Regions from separate parts of the Mus musculus genome. Here all the other regions are linked to region 2. A link is a contact called in public Hi-C data. All regions are on one chromosome and are shown on one strand. Each heading gives the region's core, a stretch centred on a gene start, on an enhancer-like site or on the middle of the called end of the contact. The rest is flanking DNA. Distances are from core to core; before and after follow the strand shown.

What was found. A called contact is a pair of places that touch in the nucleus more often than the background predicts.
Region 1: a contact with region 2 is called in a Hi-C map of the N1E-115 cell line, with 5 times the contacts expected there. The contact joins the enhancer-like site here to the promoter of Nrp2 in region 2. A contact is called at or near these places in 1 of 39 promoter capture datasets (embryonic stem cells), 7 of 484 Hi-C or Micro-C datasets (the C2C12 cell line, CD4 T cells, the N1E-115 cell line and 1 more), 6 of 115 datasets of contacts at active chromatin or transcription factors (embryonic stem cells, regulatory T cell precursor and thymic regulatory T cells) and 4 of 9 other capture datasets (adipose tissue, embryonic stem cells, liver and 1 more).
Region 3: a contact with region 2 is called in a Hi-C map of uterus, with 4 times the contacts expected there. The contact joins the enhancer-like site here to the promoter of Nrp2 in region 2. A contact is called at or near these places in 7 of 39 promoter capture datasets (cranial neural crest, embryonic stem cells, hippocampal neurons and 4 more), 22 of 484 Hi-C or Micro-C datasets (the HL-1 cell line, the N1E-115 cell line, Sertoli cells and 7 more), 11 of 115 datasets of contacts at active chromatin or transcription factors (bone marrow-derived dendritic cells, bone marrow-derived macrophages, embryonic forebrain and 2 more) and 4 of 9 other capture datasets (adipose tissue, embryonic stem cells, liver and 1 more).

Annotation. Positions count from the first base shown.
Region 1 is chr1:62,637,850-62,640,549 of GRCm38.p6, reverse strand. It overlaps Pard3b (par-3 family cell polarity regulator beta), which reads right to left. Exons shown (of 23, transcript NM_001081050.2): 23 at 1-2,700. The coding sequence ends at 2,627. Among named protein-coding and RNA genes, the nearest start is that of Nrp2, 64 kb to the left of the region's middle. Within about 2 kb of position 1,284, at least 18 of the 459 cell types and tissues checked have an H3K27ac peak or open chromatin away from gene starts, as enhancers often do. A contact at or near this core is called in the C2C12 cell line, the N1E-115 cell line, regulatory T cell precursor and 1 more, where this site is marked.
Region 2 is chr1:62,701,918-62,704,617 of GRCm38.p6, reverse strand. It overlaps Nrp2 (neuropilin 2), which reads right to left and starts at 1,301. Exons shown (of 17, transcript NM_001077404.1): 1 at 341-1,301. The coding sequence starts at 413.
Region 3 is chr1:62,577,919-62,580,618 of GRCm38.p6, reverse strand. The region is part of intron 21 of Pard3b (par-3 family cell polarity regulator beta); the gene reads right to left. Among named protein-coding and RNA genes, the nearest start is that of Gm34881, 53 kb to the right of the region's middle. Within about 2 kb of position 1,403, at least 17 of the 459 cell types and tissues checked have an H3K27ac peak or open chromatin away from gene starts, as enhancers often do. A contact at or near this core is called in embryonic fibroblasts and uterus, where this site is marked.

The DNA of each region.
Region 1 (2,700 bases), core at 35-2,534, 64 kb after region 2:
AGGCATTGATAAAGCTTACTGCCCCAGCTTTTCTTAACCATTGCTTGGCTTGCTGTAGCCTCTGTCACAGATATAATGTTAGTTCTTTAGGGCAGAATCAGATGCAGTGAGTGCTATACTTTAAGCAAGAACAGAAAGCTGTTGTCTATTTTTTTTTGTTCTCTTTAATAATACCTTTGGACTTTTGTGTGCTTCTCAGGATTAGCAACGATTGTGTTGACTGTGTACAACACAAAGCCAAGGTCTGGAGAAGCTTTTCTGTAGCCTTTGTGTAGGGGTGCTGTGCACCTAGGGCGAACATGCTGGAGCTGGAAACGTGAGCCAAGCAGCCATCCTCAAGGGCCAACCCCTCTGCAGCACAGCACTGTCACCTACCCCTTGCCAGCCTGCAAGTGGCCCAGCCTCCTTGCAAGGGGAAACTTGTGCCTTGGATAAAATCAGTGCTTCACAGAAATTTGAGTAAAATATAGAACACACTGAAGAGTAATTTTCTTTTTTAAATGCAGGGTCTCATTATATGATCTCAAACTCACCCGATAGTCCAGGCTAGCCCGCACCTTGAAGCCTTCCTGCTTTGGCTTCCTGATACTATGTGGTACTATGTGGCTTCTAGGCTCATAGTACCTTCCTGGTTTATGAGTTGATTTAATGCTCTGGCCTCCTGCACTGCATTTTTCCCTCATTGTAACATTTGTCTCAAAGGAAAGGCCATTTCCAGCATGGTGGCCAGGGAACCTTCAGGGCAGCCACAAGACCTTGTTGATCAGAGCCTGGGACCCTCCACTCCATGGAACAAATTACGTATGATGTAAGGTTGCTGGCTGAAGAGAGATGGAAGAGGACAGAAAGCAACTTGACAGTCTATAATTCAGAGGGCCACAGTAATTGTGGTTTAGATAATGATCTCTCCTAAGTCCAGCAAATGACGCTATTTACGTCGAAAACCAGCAATTGCATCATTGCTGGCCACAAAAGTATTTCAAATTAAAAAAGGAAAAAAGAATTGGGCCAAATGGCTACTCTATGGCTTCTAGAACACTACAATTCAGTAAAACCTATTGGTCAATGGTATTCTACTCTCAGCCAAAATATGTCTATATTGAACTAAAGACTTTTTTGGAGGGGTGAAGAAGGAACGTGAAAGGTTTAAAGTATGTATCAGTCGCTGAGAAAGCCAGAATGCCGGGCCGTTTCTTGCTGTTTCTCAGTCTTGTGCACGTGTTCTTGTCTTGGTCACACAGGAAGCTTCAGATGCTGTGCTGTATAAGAAAGTTCAAAGGAAGCAAGGGTGGCTTTTCAGCTTCTTACGTCAGAATGCTTTTCCTTTAAATCAGGTGGAGACCTTAGCTGTGCCCTGACATTTGGTAATGAGATAGAGCAGATGCAGACTGATTTAATCTTACCATCATCTCCCTTTACTTCCCTGCCTGACTCCTCCCGCATTAAACATCCAGAAGGCGATTTTATCTTCTCTTCTCCATGCTGGTAATCACATGCTTGTGCGTGCGCACGAGTGCACTCATGCGTGCACACACACACACACACACACACACACACACACACACACACACACACTTTCATCTACTTGCTGTTCCAGGGGCAGATGGGTACTGTTTGGCACTTGGTCTGGAACTGACATCCCTAGGACATTGCTCTCGGTGTGTCCTGACCAGCAGGCTCTGTTTTGTTTACCCACCCCACTCATAGGTATCCTTTAGCCCTTTAGTGGAAGTCTAAAATAATTATAGGCATTTGAGGAGGACTCTGAAAGGAGCTATCTCCAAGCAAGCATGCCAGGGACCAGGAGGGGGAAAGCAAGGACCATGGGACAATCAACCTTCTTCATCTGTTCACTGTGGTTCTTGGAATGAACGCCCTTCTGGAAGCTCTGAGCAGCTCACATCCTCCCAGGACACTAATACTGCATTCAAATTCAAATTACTGTCTTTTTATATCAAAAGCAAGGAAGTGCAAAAGGCTGGTAACAAGTAGTACCAGGAACCCAGGCTAGACTACAAATAAGGAAATACAGTCTTCCTTTGGGTCGAACGTTTCCAAGAGGTCACTAGTCATGTACGCGGTTGCTTTGTTCTCAGTGAATATCTGCAGCCTCTCTGCTCTGCCACTCTATAGGTCTCACACCTCAAAGTATAGGGCTGAGTCTCTAAATGGGTGACTGGGCCTGACAAAGAGAGACTTTTACCTCTGTGCTATTGCTTGTACTATATGTGTGTGTGTGTGTGTGTGTGTGTGTGTGTGTGTGTGTGTGTGTGTGGTGGGGTGGGGGTTGTATGTAGCGCTGGCTTTCCAGCCAGGGGCTACTATAGTATAGCTCCATTGATTGTTAATCAGTTGTCATTCTCACCGAATCAACCAATCCTGCAAGCCTTTCAAGTATCAGGAAGTACTGTTTTCATGACTGCATCCTTCTTCCATTTTGAATCTACATCCTCAAACCCCCGTCCCTCTTTTCTCTTCTGATTAGCAGTTAGGCCACGCATCCTCAGGAAGCAAGAGCCACTCTGTACCACGGAACACCTTAGCCCAGAGAAGGCCTTAGGTTCTAGCAACGGCAAAGATTATTGTTGGATGTCCTCTTTGCTTGGCAGATCTCTGTGATGTTCAGCTATACCGCTGCAGTCATGGGATTCTTCTGCCTGGGATCCTGGTTACGATAGGGGTATTGGTCAGGGCTGCTCC
Region 2 (2,700 bases), core at 52-2,551:
AGGAAAAAAAAATCCCCAAAACTGTAATGCAAAGGCTTTGTAGTATTTTTAAACCTTTGATTCAGTCCATATGTGACATCTGAACACCGCCAAATTCTGTTACAAAACACACACACACACACACACACACACACACACACACACACACTCCCTTTGCAAGAGAGAAAAGTTGGGTTTAGCAGCCCTGGTGGTGTAAAGAAGGCCGCTGAGATCTCCCTTTAAATGATTGAGTATTGAGGGAGCCTCCTCATGAGCGCTTCTCAGTGGCTTCTCTCCATTAGCTGTCGCCTTTAAAGGGGAAACCGTGTAAAAATGAATAGAAAAACTTTGAAGGGCTTACCTTGCTGGCTTCTCACTTCGTGTCCTGAAAAGTACAGAGCTAAGAAAACCCAGGTAAGAGGAAACATATCCATTTTTGACAGAGAGGCTCTCTCCGGGGCTAGGTTTGTGGGATCTCCTATAATTATGTCTTTGTGTTTTTCCTCTCTAATTTTCTTCCTGGTGGTGTCTTCTGCAAAGGTCTCTAACGATCAACGTTTTCCTCCTGGGTCCTGGCAGTCAGTCTGTCTTCACCTTTATTCTTGCTGGAATATCTCCACCTCACTAGGAGATAGCTCTTGAAATCAGCAAAGAGGGAGCAAGCTAAGGAAGCGGAGACCGGTTTCCTCTTCAAACCCAAACGCGTGTATGTTCTCTCCAGTTCCTCAAAGTGTCATTTCCTTTATCCTACAACATCACGAGGGTTTCCCGAAAGCTGAACGCAAAATAATAGTAATAATAATAAAAATCAAAGCCAAGAATTGCCCTGGGCATCACACGGCCCCTAGGCAGCTGTGTGATCTCAGAAGCGCTAACTGACACAGGTCCCCCGGCACCCGGGACACACACGCGGGCAGAGGCACCGACCGCTGGACAGGCGGAGTGGTAAGCAGTCAGACGTCCGGCTCTTGTCCTTTCTGGGTTCCCCTAAGCTGGAGCCTCCCCCGGCGGTTACACCCGCTTGGCCAGTCTCTGGAGGGGAGTGCGAGGCAGGAAGCTGCTGCGGCCGGTGCTGCTGGTGTTGCTGCGGGTGCGGCGGCTGGGATCGCCCGCGAGTGTGCGAGCGGCTCTCCGAGTTCGCTGGCGCCCGCCCTCACCTCCACCTCGCCCAGCGCCCGGCCGAGTGTCTGTGCTTCAGAGGATGTGCCGGGGGCGGGCTGCAGGCTGGTGCCTTGCTCGCCTCCTCTGCCTCCCCTCCGGCTCCCCCCTCGCCTTTTCAGGCCGAGCAGCATGTGGATGTCAGAGCCGCGGCAGAGCGATCCGATTACGCGCCCGCTCAGGGCCCGCCCCTTCTGTGTTCCTGATTAAAGAGGCAGCCGCGGAGACGCGCGGCGCAGAGCCGAGGACCGCGGCACCCAGCTCGGGCGGGGCGGCGGTGGCTCGCAGCCCCGCGGCCGCGCGATCAAAGTTAAGGTGCCACGCAACCCTGCCGCCCCTCTCCCAGTCCGCACCTCCCTCCCGCCCCACGCACCTTCGTGCGGGGCTGCGGGTGTGTCACACCCGGAGCAAGGAGCGCCCTCCCTTCAGGGCGCGCTGCCTCTGCCGGAGGGAAACTCCGCGGAGCCCGGGAAATTCTTGTTTCCCCTAAATTCCGAGACTCAGATGCTACACACTCAGAATCCAACACAATGCCACCTGCAATGGCGTTACAGAAGGAGTTGGGTGGCGGACCGCGTTTGGCGTAGGGAGCCAGTCCGCGGCTCAGCTCTGTGTTCCCAGAGGCAGCAAAGCGTGGCGGCGACACACACAGTCAGCCTTTAGCCTTCTCTGAACCAAACCTCAAATACTTCTTGGGCTTACTTCTCAGATCCTTTGTTGTGTCCCAAACAGGATCCTCTGCGGTCTGGGTTAGGATTTACTTCAACATGTGCCCTTAACTTGTAACTATCTGTAAACGAGGGACGATTTTATTGAATAAAGAATTTCTCCGGGCAATTAAATTCCCCACCCCCACCCCTGGCCACCCAATACACCTTCAAGCTTCCAACATAGTATAGGTACAGGGAGGCCTCTTGGACTGCTACTGTAACTACTTCTGTTCATGTTTCCCCAAGGTATTGTGGTCACAATGTTGACAGAAAGAAAATAGCATTGTGTTACCTATTTTTAAGTGGAGACATGAAAACTGTTTCAAGGCGCTATAAGCTAACAGTTGGAGAAAACACTTGCATCTTTGTTTCTGAGGGTGGCTGGGTGATCCCCAACTGTCATATTCACCAGGCACCCTTGCTTTACCATGATCAAGATCCAACAGAGCACACCTGGCAACCTTTTCAGTCCCCTTCCTAGCAGTCTGAAGATTAGGAAACATAAAGTTTGGGTGAGAAGGGACATGAACATCTGACTATACCATTTTTCCCCCTTAGCGTGGACTTATGGGTTCTTCTGGGTGGTTTCTCTCCTTATCTGGACTTGCCATTAGCGTTGTTTATCACAGCCAGTGTTTGAAAAAAAAAATCTGTAACTCTCACTTAACTGTTATTTACATGGAGATAAACACAAACAAAATTGAATCAGAAGTGATTTGCAACTAGTTAAATGAGGGATTTTCCAGTGGAAGTCCAGAGCCTGAATACCACATGGTTAATCTTAACTGCCTGGCTGCAAAGGGCTGGAGTTAGAGGCCCTCTGAGTTCTTCCAGAGAGCAACACATACACACA
Region 3 (2,700 bases), core at 154-2,653, 120 kb after region 2:
CTTTGGAGTTGGAAACAGCAGAGGGGGGCCTGGTGCTAGCAGCTTCCTAACCATGGTGTCTTCTGACTCAGACGACTCCCTAGAACCTAAAGCTCCCTGGGGAAGCAGCTCCCTTTGGGTGCTCTGTACTGAAGCAGAGCTTCAGAGCTCTCCTAAAAATGCACACAAGGACTTGTCCTCCTACATTCCTTATGGTACTGTAAGCCTGTTACTATAATGCAAAAGTTATTCCTGCTTAACTAGAGTGGACATTGTTCTTGCACTTTGACAGTAACCAGTAGAGGGTCTAAGAACATAGATTTTGGAGTTGGTATGAGATTGGCTTTATTGAAAGCCTTGGGTGGATTTACAGGGAACAGATTCCAGACTCTGAAAATTCCTGTAGTTCCAACAAACTACCAATGACTGCTGCCCCGTCTCATCCTATCGTCCTCTTAACACAGGATTAATTCGTTCAAGTACAAAAGCATCTGTTACCATTTCCTAAGTAGGGTAATACACTGACTACTGAGAGAAGTACACTCTAAGACAAATGGTCAGTTAATGGAAATTATGGGAATAAATTTGCATTTCATTATTTAAAAAATAGACTTAATTTTTTTTTTCTTAATTTATTATTATGGAAAATTGCTCAAAGATGACCTCTGTTTACATATCTAAATATATACATAAAACTTAATGCTACCTAAAAATTTTTCCTGACTTTATTATTGGCCTTGTTCTGTGCTATTGAATGCATCTCAGAAATGTGAATTTTAATGGCTATATATTATTGAATTATACAGATAAATCATAATTTGTCTAATCTATTCCTGCAATTTGATCAGTTTTTAACATCACAATTAGAAACAGTAGTACCATAGATTAGTGTACTGGGCACAAATATTCTTGGAATGGCTGTACTGGAGGGTAGGAAATAACACAGAGAGGAGTCCTGCCAAGGAGACGCCAAGTTTAAGATGTTCTTAAGTCCTCAGGAAGTGAGGCCACTTGAGGAAGGAGTGAGGGGACAGAAAACAGGCACAGGCATTTATAAACTCATTTCTCAGTTTGCTCTTTGCTTAACAAGACTCAGAAATATTCCTGCTTGAAGAACTCCTTATAAGGAAATTTCCCTCATCGCGCGCGAGCACACACACACACACAAATAAGGTCAGTGGCTTTGATCCAATTAATTCTTTAAGCACTTTATCTTACTTGAGATCATGTAGTGGTGTATGTGTGTGTGTGTGTGTGTGTGTGTGTGTGTGTGTGTTTTAATATAGTGGCCTAAATATAAGCCTGATAAAAACAATCTTGATTTAAGCCATAACAGAAACCTAGCCTTTCACACAACAGTGTACTGTTAGAGCTCATGTCTGGATGAGGACACATTTATCTTTCTTTGGCTGATCCAGCCCAGGAAGTGAAACTTTCGGGAGCTTACTCAAACACAAAGTGTGCATCTGTTGGTGCATGGGCAGGTGGTAGTTCTCTCTAGCAGGATTAGGACAGCCTAGAACAAGCCTGTGACAGGGCCTGGGAGGAAGGCCGAAGCAAGAGGCTTTTAGTCCATGGGAGATCTCCAAGTTTCATTCACTCAATGCCTGCTGCAGGCTGGAGCATTAAGAGCCTTGTTTAAAAAAAAAAAAAAAAAAAAAAAAAGCTATTAGTCTCTACACCACAAAAGCAAGGCATTTGCTGCTTACATTCTAGGTTCCTTCAGTTCATATGTATTTCTGGCCCAACATTGCTAGAATCAGCAATTTCACTGAGCAATATCCTAAAGAGGCCATTGGATCTGCCCATCTCCCCATTTGCAGATTAGTGTTGGAGAGGAAATAGAACGCTCTCACTAATATTTTCTTAAGTAATTTATTAAAAGCAAAGGAATTAAACCACACAGGATTTTCTGCAAATGTCTGATGATGAGAAGTGGAGATGGTTTGAAGTTTACAGTGCATCCCAGCCCCTGCAGGTTAGGATGCACTTTTGTCAGGATTGTAATTGATGCTTCATAAGCCAATTTTCTTAAGCGAATTTAATAGCCATGGTGATGGAAAGGCTGTGAAAAGTTGTAACATAGCCTATTCACCTATATATAAAACATCCTCATTTACAACGATATCTTACTTAGATCCATTACCAAAAAATGAGTTTCCCACCACCAGACACATCCTATGATTAAGATGCAGAGTACAGAAATGCAGATGTTATTTAAGGAAATACGCCTTTCATTTCAAGTTGGTTCGGTGACAAACAGAGCTGAGCAGTGTCGCACATTTCTTGCCATTCTGTGACTCTTATGTAGCTACAGATCTGGCTAGAAGATGTTTACAGGCACCAACATCAGGAAAACTTGAAAAACATCATAAACTTGGCTTTGAGCATTTTCTAGCTTAATGCCACTTTGCTAAAATGCTACACATTCAGAGGAAAACTAAGTGCAATACTCTAAACAAAAATCAGCTAACCAAAATAGGTTGTTTAGTTGTTTCTACTTTGCAATGGGAAGTATATTACGTCTGATCTACACACTCACAAAGATGTTATCCAGAGAGGAATATGCACACTTGTTCAAAGCATTATTTTTGAAGTGTTTGTTTTCTCTAATTTGATTTCAGTAATTTTGTCAAATAACTGGGTACTCAGCTTATAGACTAGCACAGAACATCTGCTAGCTTAGAAAATACAGCAAATAATCTATCTTAAAAATAACAC